Linked DNA regions of Zea mays: regions 2 and 3 are each linked to region 1. A link is a contact called in public Hi-C data. All regions are on one chromosome and are shown on one strand. Each heading gives the region's core, a stretch centred on a gene start, on an enhancer-like site or on the middle of the called end of the contact. The rest is flanking DNA. Distances are from core to core; before and after follow the strand shown.

Region 1 (4,587 bases), core at 1,402-3,901:
AAAGGACATATAATTCGAAATATAGTATAATAGTTAGAGCAACTCCAGTAGTTCTCTAAAAGATTTGCTAAATCAATAATTTAGGTAGTTAACATGAAAACTATTCTCCAACAGTTCTCTAAATAAACTTTCTAAATTTAACAACTTATCATCTAACCTCATTTTCTCTCTACATTTGGCAACCATTTAACAACTCCCTAAACAAAAATGTTGACTGTATTATATAGTTTTTGTGACTTTTTTTATGTGGATAAATACAAAACAAAATTACAACCTATATTTAGAGAACTATTGGAGAACTCACATTTTTTTACTCCAAAAGTTATTTAGCAACTTCTTAAATCTGTGATTTAGAAAGCTAAAATGTACATAACTATTGGAGTTGCTCTTAGTTTCCACTACAATGGTACCATCCACCTTATGTTGTATATATCTATATAGCTTTTATATGTTGAGGGTTTAAGTTAAAAGTCTTGCCTAGGTAGAATCCTAACTATCCACATTTAGAATCAGAGAGGATAACTCACAATCCTTTTCCAATTTTTTTTGAATTACAGAACTTGAATGCATTGTGGTTGGGTAAATTTCTGAGTTTTTTTTAGAAAAAACCAGGACGCTTAACACTGGAAAATTTATAATGTTCAAAAAAATATAACAGATAAATCGACTTGCAACTTCAACCAGAACTAAACAAAAGTACTTGAGCATTATTCAGGATGAGTTAATTACGTACCATGCTAAATGTGACTATCATGATGCAATAGTACAATTAGAGGCTTGCTCAGCTGGACAACCGCGCAATTTTGGGGCTTTGGAGCTCCCATGTGGGCGCTTAGCATTTTTGGTCAGGTATCTGGAATCTACAGGGCTCGGCCATCGCGAGGAAGACCACGTGTAGAAGAAACTCTCCCCCAGAAAGCACCTACCTTCCCCAGACACGTGGGGCCCGCGGAGGCCCCCTGCCCGCTTTTTGAATCCGGGTGCGTGCGCGGCTTCCTAGGCCTGCCCCTCTGGCTCTGAGCTTGGGGCAGTGACGGAGTAGGCCACTAGCGTCGGATAAAAACAAGCGGTTTCGAATTCGGGCGTTTAATTAATCAAAATCCATGCACTGTACAGATAGTGTTAAATAAATAAATAAAATAAAATAAGCACACAAGATAAGGGCGGCAAACAAGGGGCGTGGTGATCTCCAAAGCGGCTGTGGCTCTCCGCATCGACGGCGGCGCGACGGCCGGACCGCAGCCGTCGGATCCTGGGCCCCACATACATCGGGCGGCTGCTGTTTTTGCTAACAACAGTATGCTAGGCAGCGACTGTGGACAGCACGAGTCCCCGTCGTGTCTGATCTGGCCGTGGGCCCGCACTGCCGCTAAATGCAGACGGAAGAGTGCAAAATTGTAACCGTCTCCTGATTTTATATTTCAGGCCAAAAAGATTCTTTCGAAGGCATTTCACCTCCCGTACTCCCTCCCTCTACTATACTCCCTTTGTTTCCGACGTTCGTCAATTTTGGCTTCTAGTGTCCATAGTTTCTTATATTATTTGTCTAATCCGAAAGATTGCATGGTAGTTTTTTTTATTAACCCTAGTGATTTATATACTTGAATAAAGATCGATCTTCATGTCCCTTGTTTTTTTGTGTAGAAGTGTATTGGTTTCACATAACAAACCCCACTTCTTGAAACAGGTTTTAAAAATGTCCCGTGCGTGTAAATAAATTTTTTTAATTGTTTATCAGTTTGTTCAAGTGAAACACATCACAAGAATGCAAGAACATATCTAATGTTCCTATACTATTTGCTTCTCCGATGGTCTGTCTCATGTTTGCAAATATAAAAAAATGCGTGAAATATTTCAAAAAAATATAGATGTACCTCTCAGTTATCTATGCCAATGCAAAAGATGAGCTTAAGTAGGAATTAGTGCAATGAGAAGAAAAAAGGGAATTAACCTATGAATTAGGCGGCGGTGCAATTGCTCACCTCGTGTAAGCGGGGATTTTTGTCGTGTCATCGCCTTCCCTTCACGCATAAGATGCGTATCACTAGAGGATACATGCCGTCCACGTCACACTCACGCGTGATTTGTGCAATAAGATAGAATGCGATGTTGTATCCTCCTTTCCTCAATAGTGCCAACTAAGAGGTGATAAGTTTGGGATCCTCTTATTGCTCTTCCTCTAACCTTTTTCTAGGATGCCTCTTCTTTTTTGGTTCTCGTGTTCATTGTGAGAGAGGCGACATGTTTTGCCAAATCAAAAGGGACCACAAGTGAGGAAACTTCAATAGTGTACATAATGTATATAGGGTATAGAGGGGGAAAGTTGCGAAATGAAGAGACCTTGAACTTTACTCAAACTAAAAAATATCTAACTATTTGCATGGATGCATACACATCACCTTACACATTGACACTGAGATTTCATTGACACGAAGTAGTTATTTCAAGTATGGTTCATTTGTACGAGTTCTTGCAACTAGTTGATAGACAAAGAATTAGTTGGATATATAATATTGACCGGCAAATAAATCGCTAAGCAAGAACACCATTCACTAAATTAATTATTAAAATCGTATGCAGAATATGTCACAGTAAATGTGTTCCGCCGGAAAGATATTCAGACAAATGCTATCTATTTAGTATGATTTGCTAACACGTTTCCATTTTTGTACACCAAAAAAGCACCATACAGGCAAGGGGTACAACGGAATCCTGTTTCTTGTAGGGACCCATACGAAATATGGCTGAGATAGCCTCACCTAACAACAACAAAACTCTTAAAATAACCAAATAAACAGAGAAAACCAAAAAAAGGGAAACAAAATTTGTGAGAAGATTGGGGGCGAAAATATAATCAGTGGGGCCGTATGCGTGCGTGGGGACGCCACGCGAGACGAGGAGAGCGGGGTTGGCAGCTAGGCGCGGTGAGGGCGAGCTCACCGCCACCCTCCCTCGCTCCTCCCCTCTATAAATGCAGAGGCGCCGAATGCTCCCCAACGCCCTGTACAATCCGGGGGAGAGGTCAAGGAAGGCGAGCGACGCTCGGCAGGCAGGGCATCCCGCGAGGCCGCGACAGAGGCGGCACTCCGCTCCCACCAACCCACAACACCGATCCCCTCCTCGCCGAGCCGCCGCCGGGGATAAGCGTGGGGAAGTGAGCAGCCAAAATCTAAGACACCGATCCCCGGGCGTGAGTCGCGAAGGTAGCGGCGGAGAAAAGGGCGGAGCCACAACGCGGTCGTGAGCCCGCAGCCACCGGTTCCGTGCGGCTAGACGGAGAGAGAGGTATCCGCTCGCTGCACCCTCTTGCCGTGACCCGCGAGACGCTAAAAAAAGCCGACGGGATTTGGCAACTTGGCGGTTTGGTTCGGCTGTAGCGTGCGTGCGTGGTTGGTGGCATACGCGGCCGTCTCGTTGCTTTTATTTATTTCGATCCGTTGATGTTTGATTCTGCGTCCGTCCGTGCGCTGCTTCGTGAATCTGCTGTGTCGCGGCGGCGGCGGAGGAATCCGCACCGCCGTGCGTGGGGTTGGTAGATCTGTTCATCCCTGCGTGTGTTTCCGCCGCTGAGGCGTTTTCTTCGTAATTCTTTTCGGGAGTGCTCTGTTACGCTGCGGAGTGGGTCGCACGCTCTTTTCTGGATGCCTATGGTGTTGACATGTGGGCGTAGGGAAGGGCCGAAGCCCGAAGGGGACAGCCTTGAGCTTTCTGCTTGTTTTTTCGGGTGCTTTTTAAATATGTTTTTTCACGCATTTCTGGTTCCCTTTTCCCCCGCGTGGTGTTGTAGATCGATGAACAGCTAAGCGAACACCATCTGATGTTCGTCGTTGTTTGACTGTTGCATGACAGGTTGCGAGGCTTGCTGTTCAGCCATGTCGACGGCGCAAGGGACAGCGTTGAGGTCGGCGCCGCTGGGCGCAGGTCGTTGGGCCCGACGCGGCCGCCCCGTGGCGGCGCCGTACCGTTCGGGCTGGCAAGCCTACGGTGGCGTTTCCCTCGAGGGCAGCGGATTCCTTGGCCGCGTGCACCGCACCGAGGAGCGCGTCGCTCCGCGGGCGCCCCACGCGGCGGCACGCGACGCCGAGGTGGTGAGGCCGCTCTCAAAGCTCCCGAACAGCAGCATTGGGCTCTACGATTCCTCATTCGAGCGTGACGCTTGCGGCGTTGGGTTTGTCGCTGAGCTATCTGGCGATTACAAACGCGAGACTGTGAGTTACATCGATTCCTTCAAAGTTCAAAGAGGCGATGCCACATGCATTGTAGCTACACTATTTTGATGTATCATGTTCGGGATGCCGATTTTGCTCTCCTTTTTACCCCAGGTTAATGATGCTATTGAGATGCTTGAGAGAATGGCTCACCGTGGTGCCTGCGGCTGCGAGAAGAATACAGGAGATGGTGCCGGCATCATGGTCGCTCTACCACATGACTTCTTCAAAGAGGTGAGTTTCTTTGCAACAAAAAAAAATAGAAGAACAGATTTGTTCTTTTCAACAGTTATTCAATTGTTTTTGTGTTCTTGTAGGTCGCAAAGGATGCTGGGTTTGAGCTACCCCCACCAGGCGAGTATGCTGTTGGAATGTTTTT
Region 2 (4,587 bases), core at 1,535-4,034, 290 kb after region 1:
AGAATCATCATCGCTAGCCACTGCTTTCTTTCCTTTCTTGCTTGTTTTTCGTTGTACGAACTGCGCCTTTCTCTTACCAACATGAGTGTCCCCCACATTCTTCTTTGTCCACTTAACCAAATTGTCTTTTGAAGTGCCTTGAGCCACGATGCTTGATGGCAACGGTGGGTCACTCTCGGTGTCCTCCTCATCTAGCAATGGATCCGCGTTTGAGCGACCCATTTCCATCCACTGACGGATTGGATTGTTTGTGTCATATAAGGATAATTCCATCAACTGTGAAAATGGATCATCCTCCCCTTGCACACTTGTGAACCCAATTGCATCCTTTAGGCGTAGCCTCAGGTTGTAGTTAACATATACAAGCTTATGGAGCTTCTTATGCGACAGCCGATTCCTCACCTTTGTGTGCACCAAAGCAAATGTGCTCCAATTGCACTCACAACCACTAGAGGAACAACACTGTGAAACCAATCTCAAAGCAAGCTTTTGTAACGTCGGAGTGTCTGAACCAAACATGTCCCACCATGATGCTGCAAAACGTAGCACATTCACATGACGTACAAAAGCCTTAATGTACTTGCGACAACGGGTAATTACTTACCAGGCGAAGTGTTGTGATCGTACGCCATTTTTTCAGCCAAAGGTCTACCAAACTCCCCTTGCTTTCTTCTGTAGAACTCAACCTCCTGCAGTGCTGCGGCTGCGGTATCCACATCAGTCATATATTCGAATGCATGCCGAAGATCACTCATCACTGAAACAGTAGTGCCATACGCATAGTGTGTCCGAGGGTTCAAAGCAGCAGCTGTGTGACATCTAGTTAGTACCGATTCATAATAGTAACATTTAAAGAAACTGTGCTAACTATAGTACTTACCACCATTGACGTAGGTCTGATTTGTAAGATCCGCCATTCTTTTTTTATCACCTTTATATACTTTTTGTACTCGCTCGGACGACCTTGGAACAAACTTTCATACTGAGATTTCACTAAGGTATATTGTAGGAGCACCTCACTAAGCGTTCCCTTCCTGTCCTCATCAGCGAAGCAAAGAAAACCAAATAATGGCTCAGTCGCATCAACCACATACTTCAATTCATCCCACCATGACAGGCTCGTAAGGGTTTGATGAGTGTACCTCCCTTCTGGCATACTACTAAACTTGCTTTGTAGGAATCCCTGAGAACCCATCCACACCATGAACTTGTCCTTCCGACGAAGAAAGCTCTCTAAGAAAACATAATTTGTTCCAAACCTAGTGGCATTCCATTGAACCAACTCCCCACCAATTGCCTCCTTGATCATGGAATGTAGCTTGTTATGGTTGTAAAGAAACCGTGATACCCGTCTAGCACTTTGAATCACAACATCATGCTCAGGAAAATTTCTAATCTCCTTTAACATCAAATTTATGGTATGAGCGACACATGGCTGCCACACAATAGTAGGGTGCTTCGCGACTACCATACGTCATGCCTTTTTGTGGTTCGCACCATTATCAGTGATAATCTGGACCACATGCTCTGGACCAATTTCGGTGACCACGTCCATGATTTCCTACAAGCATCGTCCAAATTACAACAATAAGAGGCGCATAGAATAGCATTCAACCAACCATAAAATGATAATGAAATTACCTTATATAGGTAATTCGCATCCTGGGATTTACCCGTTGCATCCACTGATTTATGGAAGAACATAACACCATTACAAAATAACATGAAATTAATCACTGACATTTGGGTCGGTCCTGTCCGTGAGTCGCACATGATGGTAAGTCCATATGTTGGCCAGTCCTCCTTGAACTTTGTGAAATCATCCTGCAAATCCTTCTCATTCTCATCTAACTACCGATTGTCAATCAAATATCCTTTCGGATATCTGACCCCTTCACCTACATGTCAGGTACAACATGAATGAGAGAAATGTACGACATTGATTGACAATGATAAACTTTGGATCCACACTCACCATGTTTTTGCGTCTCTCTAAATGCATTGATGAAATATGGACTGTTTGCTTTATGCCCTGGAATCGCCTCCGCATGGAACCACTTAGCCCACTGCTGACCAACAAAATGGACCGCATTCTTTCCCGCCTTAGAGAACGGACCCGTATCAATCCTTGTCTGCACCATATGTGGCTTCTCCTTCCTAGAACCTATTCTCCCAAACGCGGCACGGAGACCACCTTGGTACGAGCCACCACCCGTCTCATACGTGCCACCGCTCGCGCGAGCACGCATCCTAAGCTCCTCCTCTCTCGACGCACGCATTGCGGCCTGTAACTCCGCATCATCATCATCATCGGAAACACGATGCGAACCCGCCGCTTGCAACTTTCGTGCCTCTTCCGCTACTCTTGCTTTTCTTTTATCATGGACCTTGTCTAGCTCACGCCGAAAGTAATCGGCAGTGTCCGGTGGAACGGTGCGACAACCTTGCACATTCCCCCCACACGATGCAAGGTGTTGCTTGAAACGTGTAGCACCACCACCCTTCCACTGTTTCTTGCAATACTTGCACTTGAATCCGGGATATATGTTGTCCCCGTGTACCCAAACCGGATCTTGCCGCTCCGACATCCCTGAAAATAGCAACAACAACTATTATTAGCCTACAATTATTAGCCTACATCTATTTTTACAAGTAGCGGTGCTAATTTCAAATGATTTGAAGCCAAAAGGGGAAAAATTAACCTAACCCTACCCCTACTCGGCAGCTCGGCTAATCGACCCATCTGGCCGATTAATCGGCTCATATCACCGATAAACCGGCCTAACCGGCCGGTAAGCCGCGCGGCGCGCCCTAGCCGATGCGCCCGATAAGCCGGAGCTAGCCGGCCGATTAGCCGCTCAAACCGGCCGATAAATCGCCTCAAACCGCTGGTTTACGGACTGTCGAGGAAGAGGGACTTACCGGCGGCTTTCCGCTCCAACCGGTCGGCTAGCCGGTTCTTATGGCCGGCTCGTCGTGCTCTGGCGGCGGACGGACGACGGTTTCGACCGGACGAGGCGTAGAAGCGGATGGGGAGCTCTGTGGAGCTGGTTGCGCGGCGTTAGGGTTAAGTATAGCCATAATGGGCCAGCCCATTTAGGAGGTGTTTTTTTTTTATTTTTTTTACTTTTTTGATTTTTAGTTTGAATTCGGTAGTGTATTTTTAAATTTGGTTTCAGTGGAAAGTCTTAGAATAATCCATAGTATTTATAAGAAAATTTTCGTCAAAATATTTCAAATTTTATAAAATTTCACAAATTCAAACTACAAAACCGGCTGGGCCCGATAACCGGAAAGCCGGCCGGTTTATCTGGTTTGCCGACCGGTTTCTCAAACCTTGGGCGGCACTGCGCTGTGTACCTTATCCCTATTTCAAACTCATCCTTCAAACAGTGTCAAACAGATTCACCGAAAACAGCCTTAAGCAAGTAAGTAAATTCTAACAAACTGCATTTCGAATAGATCCTCGTCTCGCAGGTCCCAGCCGCATGCCCGACCCTGTAATCCTAACCTTGTTCTTGCTAAATCATTCCCCAAACCCATTTCAAGACATCTAGCTCGTGACAGGAGCCACCACCTGTTATTCAGCGCATCAGCGGCTAGTATGAAGTCAAAACGGGGGGCTAACTTTACAGTACACAGGTTTTCAATTCCCATGGTACGTATGACGAGGTCCGCAGTTACGTGGAAAACGATTGTCCCACATCTGTCCCGACTCCTGCCTGATGTGTGTCAGTTCTAGCGGAAGAGCCTAGGAACAGAGCGCCGTGGGATCTTCCCTTCAAGCTTCAATCTTCTGTATGCCTCCCTGATGTGACAAGGCCTGATGGGTCCTGAATCCTTCCTCTCACTCATGACTACTCTTGCTGCAATACACAGTGAAATTGTCAAGAGAAAGCAACAACCAAGAAAGCCATCCCTTCTGTTGGAACCTACAAATTCTGCTAGCAAGTTCCTTGGATCGTAGCGAGGTGGAAAGAAGAAAATGGACCACAGAAACAGAAGCCAGACTAAAAAAACAAGATCATACTAGGTGAGCTTACAGTTGGATGTTGGTTATCATCCTTAGACAACGTACAAAATATACATTTCAGCAACGCTGTAGAAAATCGGATTCCATAGGAAAAAAAAGTAAACGTGACTATTCTGAACTTGCCTGTTTCAATTAGCTCACCAACAAATATTTTTGCTATTCCTGATACCACAATTGATGTAGGGATAGAAATCTTTTGACTTCCAGTGATGCTTGCCAATAGCTGTAAGCAAACACAATACAGATTAACACTACAAAATCTGGCCGAAGACTGATCTGAGTTACTGGATAGCAATTACATGATTAAAGGATTCAAATTTGTTATCGGCACACCCTCTATTCAAATCGGTACGGGCATACAAATTTCAAGCCTGCAGCATGATGAATGAAGCAAAAAAAAAAAAAAAAACTCCCGACCAAATTGTTGTTATCCAAGCACTTCTATAGGAAATGAAATAAATACATATAACATGCATGGCTATCTTAGTATGTTTCATATAAGGCATCGAGAGCCGAGTAATTTTCCATGAATTGGAACAAAAAACAAATATTTG
Region 3 (4,587 bases), core at 1,248-3,747, 270 kb before region 1:
TTGAAACATCTCCTTTAGTGATTCCCTCGATCCATCAGGTTTAAGATGATAAGATCATGTGCACTTCTTTTAAGCATGGCTCATGGACAGCATATGCTTTGTATATATTTTGCCTAGCATCTACTGTGTGCGGTAGACTACATAATTCAGAGGAACATGTTCTCTTGTGCACATTTGGTGGAACATGGCATAAGAGCTTTGGATCGTATCCTCGCCTCACTCGAGAACGAATAAATGCCAGCAACACCAGTTTATTTGTGAGATGACGATAGGGTCGATTGCCTTAGTTCTAAACTTCGATTCGACATGAACATGAGCATCTATATGCAAGTAGTAACTGCAAAAAGGGCAATGTTGATGCGAGTGCATACCACCAATGGCGGGATGTCGTCGCCCTCGCTGTACTTGGCTCTGTGCTCTATGACCTGGTCCTCGCACCAGAGGAAGACGGGGATGTAGAACTGGTAAACCCGGGCCTTCTCGGCCTCCGACAGCTGGAGCTCGTCGAGGCGGAGGAGGCGCGCCACGTCAACCCCGCAGCGAAGCCACCGGCCGATGGAGTCGGCGACCTTCTCTTTGGTATAGCCGATCCTGTCCACCAGTGGACCGCTGCATATGAAGCTGTAGAGGTCCCGCGCGCTAAGCGCCGGGGATGGCGGCGGGGCGGCGCGCGGCGGCGAAGCCGTCGGGCCGTCGTCCAGGCATGACAAGAACGCTGGCCGGCACGATGAGACAAGAAATTAGACAATCGACAGCAAGTTTCTTCTCTAATTGTCGACAACGAGAAGATTACCATCCATACAGTCAAGATCCGAGGACCTGAACAATCGATCGGCTAACCAGTATATTAGTAGGAGCGGCTAACAGAAGATCGGTTCTCCAGTATATTAGTTTAGCGACAGAGTGGGTGCGGGATATTTTTTTGTTTATAGCGCATCATCGAACATTGTATACCAAGGGCAGAAATAATCAAATAATAGTAACAAAATGTACTCGAGCGAGGGAGGTGGTGGACAGCTGGAAAAATATCAAAAGGGAGAGAGATAGAAAAAATAAACTAGTCTCTGCCGCTCAAGCACGCTTATCGTCGAAAGAAAAAGAAAAGGACATAAGAATCACGCATCTAGAAGAGAAGTTAGAGACGTCGCTCTTGCTAAGTTTGTGTACATGCAACATGAGCAGTACGTGTGCGTGGCGATTACTGAGGTTAGAACGGGTTGTATATCGAGGCTTGGCTCGACTCAACTTATTCGAGTTCGAGCTGACTCGTTAAGTTAACGAGGCATAGTGTCAGATCGATTTGACTCGTTTAACTTATGAGATAAATAAAAAAACAATATGTATATAATAATTAAGTTCTAATTAATTTAAAAATAGAAAAATAATAATTATACTCATAATTTTATATATCACATCAATGTAACACTAAATCAACATACATTATCACTCATCAATTCACAATTCACACATATGTTCATCAGTTTAACCAACAATTATATTCATATAGACCAATTTAACATAAAGACAGTTCATCAATTATTAGTTTAACTCATAGACATAGACACAACACATACATATAATATATTCATCAATTGTTACGTAAATAATATATATATAGTTCTGTTTTGCTGAAATGTGATAGCTCGTTTAACTAATGAGCTAACTAAGCTAGAATGTCGGCTCTGTTCGTGAAAAAGATTCGAGCGAGTCGATTTGAGTCGAGCTAACTACAAATAAAGCGAGCCAACAAGCCACGAACATTCGGGCTTGTTTTGCAAAACGGTGGCAGCAACGCCAGGTGTTCGATTCTAAACACCTCGGGTTGAATGCGAATGCCTGGCGAGGAGATGCGTGGAGGCGTTGAACCAAACAATCCCTTCGTCCAGCCCTAGGCTAGAAGTTGCGGTGTTTTGTGTACACGCATAAGCACATTAGTTTGAAAACCTAACCCCTTTAAAAATTCCGGTAATTGAGAAAAACGAGCTATTTTTTTCCAAAAATTTTGGAGCGCATTTAAATTTCTAAACTAGTCTTAAAAGTTTTGCCACGAATACTAAAAGAATTAACTTGGTATATTCGAATGTCCGTAAACCATTTAATACATGTATGAAATTATGGTGAATAAAATCAGATCTCTATATGTGACATGTCACTTTGTTGCTTCTTTGACATAATAAGATCAAATGCATTAGAGCTCTGCTCTCACAATAAAAATGACGAGAAATTTGGAATTATGTCATTATTAAAGATAGGTTTCGCTGGTTTGCCATCAAACGAGTGAGCTGCTTGGGCCAACGAGCATTGCTCTGTTTCTATTATGTTTTTGCCTACCCGACATACGGTGCTTACAGACCTTATACACGGCTGGCCAGCCCACGCCACAATTCTACAGTAACAATCAATCTAGCCCAGCTACGGCCCATACCCTTCTACTGTTCTTCATAAGTGCCAGCTTCCTCTTCTATCTCCGATACAGCAACATAGACCGGATGTCACAGTGACCACCGCCCTCTAGCTCGTCGCCTCGTCGGCGTGCCCAGCTTCTGGTCCAGCGCGTCGCCTCCGCTGCTGCTGGGCCCGACGCCCAACTACCGTGCCGAGGTCCCAGGCAGGAAGCATCTTGGCGTACGTGCCGCCGGCGACAAGCACCCACCACACCAGGTACGGCCGCCCCCTCTTCCCTTCCTGATGTGCAAAACTAAGCATCCGAACCCTAATTAAGCTATTTGGCTATCTGTATTTGGATCTGATCTGTATAAATGTATTATGCCTACTAATTTCTATCGGGTGTGCATGTACACCCATGTCCTTTATTGGGTCTACCCTTGTGACGGTCGACTAGTCTGTAGGCCTGTAGCTAGTGTTTGAGCTAATTAATTCGATTCAGCTAAACTGTTTTGTTTGTTAAATGGTGAATGTTCGATCCCGTTGTCCATCTATTATTTGTTGTAGATGGCTTAGGGCATTCTATCCACCATTCAGTTTTAGATCTTTCTTAAAACATGCTAGTTCTGCTGAATAGCGCGCTTTCAGTGAAAAAAATATCAAACCTGTTCCATCTAAAAAGGAGGGGGGAATTCTAGCTCTCTAACTTACTGTGATTGATATTCCAACCATTCTAGTTTCTTGCACTTATGTTTTTCCCTGTAGTGGAGCACCGGTCCTGGTTTCTATTCCAAACCTTTTGTGGATTGGTGCAAGATGGCACCTGTCTGGCTGTTTTGGACCTTCACCTAGCTGTATGTATTCCTGGATGAAGACTATCAAGTTAAATTAGTGATAGAGGGTTAGTATGATTGTGCACATGCATTCTTCTTGCATCCAAGCCGAATGATTAGCTATTGTTTATATTGTTTTGATAAAAAATGATTCATTAGTGACACCTCAAGATCATTGACCATGAATTCATCTTTTGTTCATGGATGCCTTCGATTAAAGATAAGTCAATGCATTTAAGAATTAAAATGGATGCAAACGTTCTAAACCAGAAACCAAAATGCTTGATAACATTTTAATCAACCTCAAACTTTTTTAACGCTGTGGATGTGTTTATTTTCATTTCATTTTGCAGTCAAATGAATAGTTGATTTCATTTCAAGCAATTCCTGAACAACTATATTACAGTCATGAAGTCGTTAGCCAAGCAAGAGACACAGCCAAAATCGCGGCTCATTGTGCGCCTTGGTGTATTCCTTGCATCTCACCACATTCTGTTCAGGTTCACCATCCTCTCCTTCATTTTGCAGTCTAAATCCTTCCTTTTTGTCCTTTTTTGTTCCCCCAACTCACTATTCACCATTTTGGGTCAGTGTTATATGCTGCTATGCAGGCATTATCGCGCTACTACTCCTTCCTTCACTTGCAAAAAACACATACCTCTCGGAGAATGCTCTTATACCTGGTATTTTACCCTCCTCTCTATTTTTTGTTTACTGCTACTCTATTGATGCATACATGTTGTTGTTCTTGATGGGTGTACCTGTCTGGTGGCTGTACACTCAGTTCCTCGGACTGCATAAAGGGGCAGACTTTGTGCCGGAGGCTCCCACATGAGTGGGGTCTAGGAAAGGGATAAACCGATGCAAGCCTTCTCCCCGCAAATGCGGAGAGGCTGCTTCGAACCCACGACCTGGTGACTCAGTGAGACAGCTCTCACCACTGCACCATGATTGCCCTTCATTTTCAGACTTCATACTGTAGATATTTTATAATAAAGTGTATTGTAGTGTTCTCAGCATGCTTTTATTGAATATAAGTCCTCTGATAAAGCAACATATTAATATTGCTAATTATCCTGATCTTTGGGTGTTCAGTTTAGCTTTGGGCCTCATTGGATATTTATCATGTGCCAAGGAATACCTTCCAAAATTAAATGGTTGAATATGATTTAAGTTTAACATAGAGGACTTTGATGTTTTGTTATCAAATAGTAAAGGCAGACTATTCATATCCAATGTGGTTGCAAAAATATGATTGTACCGAGCTAGTATAAATCACACAAAAATGGAGTATATTCTTGACCTGCTTTGTCACTCAGGTGTGCATCAGCATCACCACACCTCTCACTTACATACACGCCAGACGTTG

The links. Hi-C and Micro-C count contacts between places; a contact is called where the count stands out from the background.
Region 2: a contact with region 1 is called in a Hi-C map of ear, with 1.8 times the contacts expected there. The contact joins the promoter of LOC118476764 here to the promoter of LOC103651348 in region 1.
Region 3: a Hi-C map of leaf shows a contact between it and region 1, with 4 times the contacts expected there. The contact joins the promoter of LOC100275097 here to the promoter of LOC103651348 in region 1. A contact is called at or near these places in 3 of 25 Hi-C or Micro-C datasets (ear and leaf).

What each region holds. Positions count from the first base shown.
Region 1 is chr3:213,903,814-213,908,400 of Zm-B73-REFERENCE-NAM-5.0, forward strand. LOC103651348 (glutamate synthase 1 [NADH], chloroplastic) reads left to right here and starts at 2,652. Exons shown (of 23, transcript XM_008676969.3): 1 at 2,652-3,285; 2 at 3,850-4,208; 3 at 4,323-4,442; 4 at 4,526-4,587. The coding sequence starts at 3,873.
Region 2 is chr3:214,196,552-214,201,138 of Zm-B73-REFERENCE-NAM-5.0, forward strand. LOC118476764 reads right to left here and starts at 2,785. Exons shown (of 2, transcript XM_035966432.1): 1 at 1-2,785. The coding sequence starts at 519. It overlaps LOC100286233 (transcription initiation factor TFIID subunit 11), which reads right to left. Exons shown (of 4, transcript NM_001159121.1): 3 at 4,157-4,256; 4 at 3,430-3,866. The coding sequence ends at 3,739.
Region 3 is chr3:213,632,748-213,637,334 of Zm-B73-REFERENCE-NAM-5.0, forward strand. LOC100275097 reads left to right here and starts at 2,498. Exons shown (of 7, transcript NM_001326529.1): 1 at 2,498-2,661; 2 at 3,572-3,718; 3 at 3,810-3,901. The coding sequence starts at 3,627. It overlaps LOC103651345 (D-glycerate 3-kinase, chloroplastic-like), which reads right to left and starts at 1,054. Exons shown (of 12, transcript NM_001326531.1): 1 at 794-1,054; 2 at 372-715. The coding sequence starts at 800.